2 separate regions of the Mus musculus genome follow, and region 1 is linked to region 2. Evidence: chromatin contacts called from public HiChIP or PLAC-seq data. All regions are on one chromosome and are shown on one strand. The core of a region is the stretch at or near the end of the contact, and the rest is flanking DNA. Distances in the headings are between cores, read along the strand shown.

Region 1 (5,388 bases), core at 2,700-5,199, 67 kb after region 2:
CTACCTTTACTTCACATGTCCCTAGTCCATACCTGATCAAAGAAGCCATTGACCATGTCCAAGTGTCCAGAGGGATAGGTGGCAAAGATTCCAGCTGTGCCGTTGGGGCCAGAGACGAAAAGCTCATTGTTGGCAAAGGCCCAGATTGCATCTGGTGACAGATTAGAGCCATTGTGAGTGAGGGCAGAGCCTCTCCTCTCAGAGCTGCCCTCCCCACCCCGCCAGGGGTCATGGGTAAGCATATGACTGTAGAGGCTCAGGGGGTGGGGCGGGGTGGAGGACCTGAGATTCTGTTGTTGCCCAACTCGTTTCTTTCCCCTAGGCCCCCAACCTGGGCCTGAGTGTTCGTGAATGAGTCACGGGCCCTGGGCCTGGGCAGGCCCCGGTTGTCATCAGTGGGCTTGGTGCCAACAAGTACTTAAAGAGGGAAAGTGTGGAGAAGGGAGGGCGGGATGGGGAATGCTTACCGTAGTACAGCCCAAAAACAATCCCAGCGCCCAAGAAGGCCCCCAGTGTCTGTGCCAGTGCATAGATGGGCAGCTTGATCCAGGGCTCTCGTGCCAGGAAGCACATTGCGAAGGTCACAGCGGGGTTCAAGTGGGCACCTGCGAAGAGGAGATAGCATCCATTAGTTACAGCCTGCCACCTTGGGCTCTTCCTTTCTGGGGTGTAGGTAGGTTTTCTTAGCCTGGATGGCAGTTGGACTATGTCACAGACTGATCTTTGATTCCAAGGTGAAAGTCAAAGGTTCTGTGAAGTCTCTTCCACCCTTGCCTCCAAAGGGCCCAAAGCTGAGGTGCTGTTAGTGTGCGTCCTTGGTTGGAGTTGTTCCTCCCCCTCTGCTCTCTAGGCAGATACTTGTTGGAAATGCTGGTGAGGGCTGAAAACTGAAGCTGGGGTTGAGGCCTTACCAGACACCTGGCCAGCCACCAAGATGCCAAGGGTGACAGCGAAGCCAAAAGCCAAGTTGATGGTGAGGAAGCCACCATGGGTGCCACGGCTGAGCACCACCTGAGCCACGGAGCCACAGCCAAACATCTGTCGGAAAACAAAGCAAGTGAAGTCCCACTGAGATCAGACATGCCTGACACCACTGAAGGTGCTTCCTGGGATATAACCCAAATCCCTCCTTAAGTCCCAGAAAGAGGAGACGTGCAGAGCCTCATGGGGGGATGGGGGGGAATCAGTAATGGGTACATGACTGGGGACCCAGGTGGTTAAATGACATCCACTGGTTTTTCTTGAATCCGGGAAGGGCACAGAAGGGAGCTATCACTACAGCAGTTTCTGCCCGTCCTCCAGATTTGGCACACAGAGGTAGGAAATACCCCATCGTCCTGGACTCTTCCAAAGCCCAGGTCATAGTGGAGGAGGTGGGGGCCACGGAGAGAGATCAAAAGAGAAGTTGAATCTACTCCTGCATGGAGAAATGTCTGCGTATCTGGTCCTCACGTGTTCCTCATTATAGCCTCCCTGTTCACATCTGTCCCTGCCGGTCCCTCCCCAGGCCACTTTTCCTCTTCCTTCTCCAGCCCGCTGTCTCCAGGATTTCCACTCTGATCTGTAGAGTCCTAAATAGAAGGTTTTAAGCAGCTCTTCCCTCTAGGTCCCGTGAGATCTGTTCTAACCCTGGGATAGAGGGACTAAAAGGTGCCTCAGGATCGGCAGGGACAGACAGACATATGTTCAAGTGTGAATACTCTCCACCAACTGTTAAGTGCTGTTGCCTCAAGTCTCTAGTGGCCCTCCACGCTCCTCCAGCCCGGCCCTGGGACTCCTTTCTCAGTTCTCCATAACTGAACCAGTGCTATGCTGAGCCAGGCCTGATCCCTGCACTCTCGAGGCAGAGAGACCAGCCTGGTCTACAGAGTGAGTTCTAGAACAGCCAAGGACTAGGGCGAAGGAGACCCGGGGTCTCACAAACAAGTAAGTGCTACGCTGGCCAGCAGCAAGCTGTGCCTCATTAACTCTAATGGGTCCAAGCCTGGGTGCTGGGTTGTTAAGCACTGATTATTATCACTCGGGAAGATGAGGCAGGGAGGCCAGTGGCAGCGATGTAGGTCAAAGGTGTTCCGGCAGGTGAGAGCAAAGGTCAGAGATTGTAAGAGCAAGGGGTGGAGGCATGTGGCCGTCCCGGGCACTATGTCCAGTCAGACCCTGGCCTGAGCTCTTTGCCTGAGGCCCAGACTTGGCTCCGTGCCAAGGGGCCTCCGGAGGAGGAGGCTGTCAAAGCCAGTTCCACCACCTTGGGGCTAATCTTTCCTCTTCCTTATCCTGCACTTTCACCCAGCTGCAGGTTCTTAGCCAGCCCCTCACCCCATATACCACCCAACTATATACCTCAGAAAAAAGGGGGCTTTCCTCACCCCAAAGTCAACCTGGATCCTGACACAGAGGTCTCAAGTCCCCAACACAGGGACACGAGCAGGCCCTCAGTCATCAGGGGATCCACTAGGCTTGCTCTCCCCTCTCCTCAAGCTTTTCCCTGACACCTGATCTCTCGCATCTACCTGAGCCTGAAAGCCTTCACCACAAATCCAGAACCCTCTTTTTGTGGTCTAGGCTAAGCCAAGTGATCCTGGGACTCAGTGGGGGGACTGACTGTTCTTTTACAGAGGAATAGGCTCTGAGAACTGGGACGGGATGAGGGGGCCCCATTTTGAAACTGTAAGACACCCTCCCTTGTCCTCTTGCTGCTCTCAACCGAACAGGTGGCCAGACTCACAAATCAAGATAGGAAACAGGGAACCACCGAGGCAGGAGGGAGTGGGGACAACTGATAGGCCACTAGTCTATGAAGTCAGAGGCACATTTGGGCCCCCTTTCTCCATGTGTAGCCTGCCCCACCATGTTCCCTCGCCAGTTGACTGATCTGCACTACCCAAGACTGAGGCTGTTGCTGGAACTCAAGTAACCCACCCCACTGCAAAAAGGGACACCGGAATTGAGAAGAGACTCAGAAAAACAAGTCAGTGGCTGAAAATCAGAGTAACTGGGACAGGAAATGAAAGCCATAGTGTCTGTCTGATCAAGAAGTGCGCCAAGTTAACCAGAACTCGGGGCAAAACTGCAGAAGCCTGAGATCTGGGGGTTCACCAGGGGCCATTGAGAGGAGAGGCAGAGGGGGGATCAAAAGGCCAGCAAAGACGCTGGAAGCATCTGGGTCGCAGGATCCGAAGGACTCCTACAGCGTGTGCACAACACATTTAGACGCGCCCACTGTTCTGTTAGGCTCTGTTTCCTTCCACAATCTCCGTTCTTCCGATTTTGCTGCTTACAGCCCAAGAAATCTGCGCCCTCTGCCCCTACCTGCCGTAATCCGCCCTCACTTCACTGCAACTTTTGGACTTTCTGAGGCTTAATTATTCATTAGGGGCCAGACACCCAAGACCCAAATAACTTAATAGGGGTGTCCATTTGCCTTTCTCTGCTGTGTCCTGAGGTTGGAGCCCTGGGAAAGTTGGGAAGCCAGGAAACGTGTGGGAGGTCCCACACTAAGGGGTGACCCTCCGCAGCCTTGGTCTCTGTCTCCAGGGGGAAAGGCAAAATAGCAGAGCTGTTCTTGGGTAAGTAGCACTGTCACAAGTTGAGTTAGAACTGTCAAGACTGTTGAAGGCTTTGGAGGTCAGCTTGACCCTGAGGGTTAAGCCTCGGGAGCAGAGCTGGGGAACTGGTCGTGTCTGCCTGGAAAACTGTCCCTGGAGTGAATAAGGAGTTGGGGACCACGGGGCCTGAAATAGATAGGACTGCTCACTACCCTGCACTCACCACAAGGATGAGGGTCCCCAGGCACTCCGCCAGCGCCTGGCGAAGCAGCCGGTAGCGGATGTGAAGCATCTCCCCACAACGATTCATCAACTCCTTCTGTCGACCCATGGCGCGAGGCAGGCAGCGGCGAGGTCCGGCGGCGTACGAGTGCAAAGTAGCTAGCGCAAGGCACCGAGAGCGGTGGCCCGGAGCGCAGGTGGCGCCCTTTATACGCTCAGCCTGCTGAGCCCCACCCTCGGAACCCCGCGGGGGCGGAGTGCGGCCACCACCCCTCCACCTAGCCTGGAGGCGCTGGTGGGGACGCGGGGTGACAGTTGTAAGGAGGGTCCTGTGGAGCTTTAAGGGTGGGTTGGCTCTGCAGGATTCTTAGGGGAGTGAGTGTTGTACTGAGAGGACTGGGATACTGTGAAAACGGGAAGAGCAAGCGGTCTCCCGAGCGCCACCCCCCCCCACCCCCCTACCCCAACCCCCTTCACAGAGAGCCTTTGTGGGCATCGTCTCACGCTAGGAGTGAGGAACCAGCTTGCTGCGATGACTGGATAGAACAGGTCTTCAATCGGGCGGCTGATTTTTAAAGGAGGCTATAAACCTCTAGTGGGAAGAGACCTCAGAGTGACGACCCTGGTAGGCAGGTGTATGCAGAGTTCTAACCAGAATTCACCAGCGCTTCGTGTGCCCTGGGAACATGTCACATGTTGCATGTGTTGATTAGCATGGTATATGTCCTGTGACCTGGTCACACCGTCTGGACGCGCCACGTGCGGGCCGGGATACCTGGGCTTTCTCCTTGTGGACCTTCCCCCTTGGCTGAGCTGCTGTTGTCTTGACATGTCACATGCTACATCATGTGAATTCCAGCTGTTTTTAACTCCTCCTTTCCCACTCCCATCGATGTAAATCTACTCTTTTAAGTAATTAAGCTGGGGCCCCGGGAGTAGGCTCAACAGGAAGAGCGCTTGCCAGGGCAGACTGACAACCCGAATTCAATCCCTGAAACCCACCCGAAGAGAAAGAACCAACTCCACACGTTCATAGCAGTGCATGTGCCCACATGTATATCATCATTAATTTTTCTTTCTTTCTTTCTTCCTTCCTTTCTTTCTCTCACTTTCTTTCTCTCTCTCTCTCTCTTTCTTTCTTTCTTTCTTTCTTTCCTTCTTTCCTTCCTTCCTTCCTTCTTTCTTTCTTTCTTTCTTTCGTTCTTTCTTTCTTTTTTAGATAAGGCCTTACCTTGCAACCCTGGCTGGCCTGGAACGCACCATGTAGCCCCAGTCCTTAAACTAAGAGAGATCTACCTGTCTCTGCCTCCCAAGGGCCGGAATTTGAAAAAACGGGAGCCACCACATCTGGCATAATTATTTTTACTTTTTTTGTTTTGTTTTGTTTTGTTTTTTCATGACAGGGTTTCTCTGTGTAGCCCTAGCTGTCCTGGAACTCACTCTGTAGACCAGGCTAGCCTTGAACTCAGAAATTCGCCTGCCTCTGCCTCCCAAGTGCTGGGATTAAAGGCGTGCACCACCACGCCTGGCTTTTTTTTTTTTTTTTTTTTTAGAGAGAGATTAAACTCAACCAGGTTTCATGGCACATACCCATAATCCCAGCACTCACGAGCTAAGGTAG
Region 2 (5,449 bases), core at 2,476-4,975:
TGAGGGTCAGGAAGAAGGTACGTCTTCAAAGAGTGAGCTGGGGCCCTAGCTTCCATGAGTAGAACTCACTTGGAATTCCTTTCCTATGGTCCAGGAAGCCTGTAGCTTGTTCTTCTGGCGAATAGACTTAGGAGATGTGGGGGCCGAGAGCCCAACTGAACACCAAGGTGACCAGGTTCCTCTGACCCAGACACTTTGCCTACAGTGGGTATCGGGTTCAGCATCCATAGGGCGGGAGTGATGGTTCCTACCCATGTGCTGGGCAGATTCTGCTACCTCCCAGTGAGCCAATGATTCTCACCTGTGTGCTGTGCCAAGCCATCATAAGGGGAAGTGGAGAGTCGGCATGCCACAGGGCATCAGAGCAGCTAAGCCACCAGCCCAGACCTGCACAGTCTCAGCAGGTGGCATGGGGGTGGGGAGAAATGGAGCTGTGGTCAGGTGGCCCTGGCAAGGCTGGAGCTTTCACTGACCCCACTTTGATCTCCTGCTGTGCCAACACAGCAGAGTTTCGAGTAAAGGAGTCTAAAGTCCATCTCTCCACCCTTTCCCAGGAACCTTTTGTAGCAGTCACCAAGATAACCACCTCATGGGCACCAAGCTTGACCACCACGTTCATCTCTCACTCCTCAAAGCTGCAGAAAGTATGTCAAGTTACTTTCCCAAGGTTCCACATGAACAGCTGAGAATCTGGGATCTCACTAGGTACCGTGTGTGCTCCCCACAGACCCACAGGACAGAGCTCTTTTGAAAACTCTGTAGGGCAGGATGGTCCAACAGGTCCTGTGAAGTGGACAAGAAAATGAAACAACAAGCTGAACCTCTCAGAAGACAGGACTTTATTTCTAGAGTGGCCACTAGAGAGCAGTATAGAACCCTAAGCCGGAGCGTGGGGTGTACTCACCCATCCTCCTGAAAGTACTGTAGTTCAACCTTTTTGTTTTGTTTCATTATTTTCGAGACAGTTTCTCTGTGTATGTAGCCCAGGCTGTCCTGGAACTCACTCTGTAGACCAGGCTGGCCTTGAACTCAGAAATCTGCCTGCCTCTGCCTCCTGAATGCTGGGATCAAAGGTGTGCCCCACCAGGGCCTGGAAGTTCAAACATTTTAGTAGCAGTTACAAACCATATTCTTGTCACGTTTTCATTTCTTTTTTTTTTTTTTAAAGATTTATTTATTGATTATATGTAAGTACACTGTAGCTGTCTTCAGACACTCCAGAAGAGGGAGTCAGATCTCGTTACGGATGGTTGTGAGCCACCATGTGGTTGCTGGGATTTGAACTCTGGACCTTCGGAAGAGCAGTCGGGTGCTCTTACCCACTGAGCCATCTCGCCAGCCCACGTTTTCATTTCTTTGCTGATCCTTTTCTCTGTTTGTTGTTAAATAGACACAGGGAGAAAGCAAACCATGCAACTACCCAAAGGAAAACTATTCCAGGCAGAGGGGGAAAGCCACAGCAAAGGGCTCTGCTGCGGAGCCATTACCATAAACTGTGGAGAAACAGCAAGATCCAAAGGCCATGGGGGAGCCAGTAACAGGGAAGAGCAGCTGTCCAAAAGATACTGGGATTTAATGGGGTCAGCTCAGGCTTTACTGGCCAATGGAAAGCTTTGGGTAGAGTAATGTGTAAGATCTAACTCAAGAGCACCCATTGTCCTTCCAGAAGACCCAACTTTAGTTTCAGCACCCAAATCAACACCCACACAACCTCCTCCAGCTCCAGAGGGACCCTGCCCCTCCGGCTTCCACTGGTATGCACCACCCACATACAAAAAACGGAAATTTGAAGTAATAAAAATAAATAAGGGATCCAGACCCTATATTAAGACTGCAAGGACGAGCATCTTAAGATGAGGCTATCACGCACTAGTGCCATCCAAGAGAGACAGCAGTGTCTGTGGTGTGTGGTGGGGCTGGATTCTGGATATGTTTTGCAGATAATAATACCTAAGGGATTTGTTGACAGCTGCAGTGTGGGATGTGTGAGAGAGAAGAGGCAGGGATGATTTCAAAGTTTGTCACCAGAGCAGCTGAAAGACTGAATTTGCCATTTACTGAGGAGAAGAAGAGGCGTTGGAGGTGACAGTCTGGGGCTGTGGAGAGATGGCTCAGTGGTTAAGAGCACTGGCTGCTCTTCCAAAGGTCCTGAGTTCAATTCCCAACAACCACATGGTGGCTCACAACCATCTATAACAGGTCTGATGCCCTCTTCTGGCATGCAAGTGTACATACAGATAGAGCACTCATATACATAAAATAAATAAAAATCTTTTTTAAAAAAGCTGACAGTCTGCCTGTTAGGAGGCCATACATGGGAGTCTGAAGTCTCTGGAGACAGGACTGGGCTAGGGAGCTAGTACATCATGATTTTTAAAGGATGGCGAGGTCATGTCTGGAGAGTGGATGGAAAAGAAGAGATACTAGGATGGTGCCAGAACACTCTGTCAACCATTCAGGGCACAGGCCAGGCCAGAGGACCAGGGCAATGGTGCCTCCAGCTCTCCCAGCCTTGCCCTCTCCTCTACCTTTGGTTCACACCCATGAGCCTTTGCTCTGACCTTCCCTTCAGCTGGAGCTAGGTGTCTGGTTAGCAGACACTACCCAGCCCGTTCTATCACAGGGAAATGATAATAGTAGTAAACACAGAAACTCCTCTGTCTCTGAGCCTCATCCTTATTTAACAAGTAAGCAAACTGAGGCCCACTGAGTCTCAACAGCCTGTCAGGGTTTCAGAAGTGGACACTTGAAACATTGGGCTTTTCAATGTAAGGAGGGAGGTTTGCTGTTTTGTTTTGAAACAAATGTTTCTATGTTGCCCTGCTGCCTTCAAACCTCTTGATTCAGTCTCTCGAGCATCTGGGACTATATATAAGGGCTTGTTTTGTGTGAGGGCATGAGAAGTGTGTGTGTGTGTGTGTGTGTGTGTGTGTGTGTGTGTGTGTGTGTGTGTGTGTGTTATTTAATTGTTCCTGTATGTTATTTATATTCTTGTTGCATAGTATATTTGACAGTATAAAGCCCAAAGCTAGCAGAGGTCATACCCTTGGGTGCCTAGACACATGGCCCTTAGCATCCTTGAATGTAAGAGGACTGGATGATAGTGGAGTGAAGGCAGCAAGCGTGAAGACCCCTGTGCCCGGAAGAACCCTGTCTTCCTAGCACTGGCTATGAGGTGGGAGCTTCTACCTCAGGTCATAGAGCTAGTGAGGGTAGAGCAAGGACTCAGATCCAGGCTGGTGGCTTCCTGTGCTTTTAAGTGTCCCACGCTCCTTATTATATGGGATGGCTGGAATCTCTCTAAGACCTACTCCTTCCACTACAAGGTCAGTGCAGAGGTGGGTGTGGAGTCAAAGCCGCTGGCCACAGCCTCCTCACATAAAGGGCATCAGCATGAGGAGGCTGTTCCTACTTCCCAGCCTGCAAGTCTCCATCTGAAGGTGAGTAAGACCACCCAGAGCAGAGTGTAGCCAGTGTCCCCTAGCAAAGCCCAGAGAGAGGGAGAGGGCAGGCCAAACAAGGAGTAAGGGACTCTTCTCAAAGCTGGACCACCAAGCTGAGATCCAAACCCTCTCCAAAGTCTGCGAGGGGCCTGCCGTGGGACTAGCTGCCCCTGCCTCATGCCTATGCCCCTTTGCAACAGCACACTCAACTGGAGAGGGAGCAGGATGAAGAGAGAGGTCTGGAAAAGTCATCTGGGAGGCCACGGAACACCAACAGATCCAAATCTCATTGTCTAGATGGGAAAACAAGGCCCAAAGCCAGGTGGGGCCCACAGCCAGTGTGTACTGGGTCAGGAAGAATAATGGGAAAGGAATGTATAATGAACAAAGCTGAAAGCCCAAGGCCCCATAGGTGCTGTGACTCCCACCCCACCCATACTGGCTGCTTCCTTCCTTCCTGCACCGAAACCTGGCTTTCTCCTCCAGAGATGCCCTAACCTCTCTTCCACACTTGTCCTCTACAATCCCCTGGGCCTGGCCTCAGGCTCCCCGGCCTAACTTCTCTGACCTCATCCCCTCCTGCCCTTCACCATCTTTGCACTGCAGCCCAGTGACTCCTCCAGCCTCCCAGTCATGGGCTATGCACTGGCTTCACCTTCAGCCTGCCAGGCTCTTCCCTCAGGATCCACATGGCTCACTGTGTCATCCCTGCATCTTCCCACTGCCTTAGCATCATGTCTCACACACCATGAATTGTACAGGAATATAAACTACAGGAGGCCGAGGATGTCCTTGTGTCTCTAGCCCTTTTAAGCTCAGTGGTGTCTGCCCTGGTGTAGACTTTCAGCCAGTATCAACTGAGAATAGAGACAACTGATCTGTGGATGGGGTCAAGGCTCTTGTGACCTGACACTGAGACCAGAAACTGCAAGGAGCCAATCAGGCCTGGGATCCCAGCAGGAGGGTTAACAGTTAGAGGCTAGCCTTGGATACAGAAAGAGACCGAATCTCAAAACAACAAACAAAAAACTTATTTCCAGTGTGATGGCTCAGCAGGTTAGGACACCTACATGGATAGGGGGAAAGAATCAATAAACTCAGGCTATCGTGTGGCTCTCAATTCTAGTAAAGGACACTTGCTAGACACCACATTGCTCTGTCTGCACTTCTGAAAATTGATCTCTGACCTGACTGGCAAGAATATCTGTGATCTTTTCGCTGATCCTAGAACCCTTGGGGCAATGCCTCTCCCTCTTGCTTAGCTCATTCCCCACCCAGCAACACACACACATACACACACAAACACACACGAATGTACACGTGCACACATGTGCACACAAGCACACATAGGCATACATGCACACACAGACACACACGTACATACACACGTGCAGGCACTGCAGCCCCCAGATGCAAAGGCCCAGCCTCTTGCATCATGCATTCCCAGGGCCTGCACACAGTAAGGGCTCAGCAGCTGGAGACAGTAACAGAAGGACAGAGGGATGCTGTCTTCTGAATCCAGACTGACGCCACCAACAGCTGGTCCTCCGAACCTTCCCTCCAGCTCAGGAGGCTTTTTCCTGTCCCTTACCCTGTTTGAAAGATTTGCCTGCTTGCTTCCTCCTTCCCACCTCTGGAATCAGTTCCTCCTAGTGACTGGAAGGAAGAAATTAGAAGCCAACCCTTAAAAGCTTTCACCCCATACCAAGCAATACAAAAAAATGATTCTGGAAATGGGTTTCAAGCACTTTTCAGCCAAGTATGGTGGTGCAGGCCTTTAATCCCAGCACTCATAAGGCAGAGGTGGATGTATCTATGTGAGTTTCAGGCTAGCCTGACCTACATAGCAGAGTTCCAGGTCAGCCAGAGTAATGGTGAGAGCCTGTCAAAAGAGGAAAAAAAAGCAGAAGGGGAAAAAAGGAAGAAAAGGAAAAGGAGAAATATACACATATGTACACACACACACATACTTATCACAGATGGAAGACACACAGTACATATGTGGT

The links. HiChIP or PLAC-seq counts read pairs in DNA pulled down with a chosen protein or histone mark.
Region 1: an H3K27ac HiChIP or PLAC-seq map of embryonic stem cells shows a contact between it and region 2, with 6 read pairs. The contact joins the promoter of Aqp3 here to the enhancer-like site in region 2. A contact is called at or near these places in 18 of 39 promoter capture datasets (the 3T3-L1 cell line, the C10 cell line, the HPC-7 cell line and 12 more), 5 of 484 Hi-C or Micro-C datasets (the C10 cell line, bone marrow-derived macrophages, cortical neurons and 2 more), 4 of 115 datasets of contacts at active chromatin or transcription factors (embryonic stem cells, intestinal villus epithelium and pancreatic cancer cells) and 3 of 9 other capture datasets (adipose tissue, liver and pancreatic islet).

Annotation. Positions count from the first base shown.
Region 1 is chr4:41,094,234-41,099,621 of GRCm38.p6, forward strand. It overlaps Aqp3 (aquaporin 3), which reads right to left and starts at 3,950. Exons shown (of 6, transcript NM_016689.2): 1 at 3,769-3,950; 2 at 912-1,038; 3 at 468-605; 4 at 33-151. The coding sequence starts at 3,876.
Region 2 is chr4:41,027,631-41,033,079 of GRCm38.p6, forward strand. Aqp7 (aquaporin 7) reads right to left here. Exons shown (of 8, transcript NM_007473.4): 8 at 5,444-5,449. Among named protein-coding and RNA genes, the nearest start is that of Aqp7, 18 kb to the right of the region's middle. Within about 2 kb of position 3,726, at least 20 of the 459 cell types and tissues checked have an H3K27ac peak or open chromatin away from gene starts, as enhancers often do. A contact at or near this core is called in adipose tissue, bone marrow-derived macrophages, embryonic stem cells and 1 more, where this site is marked.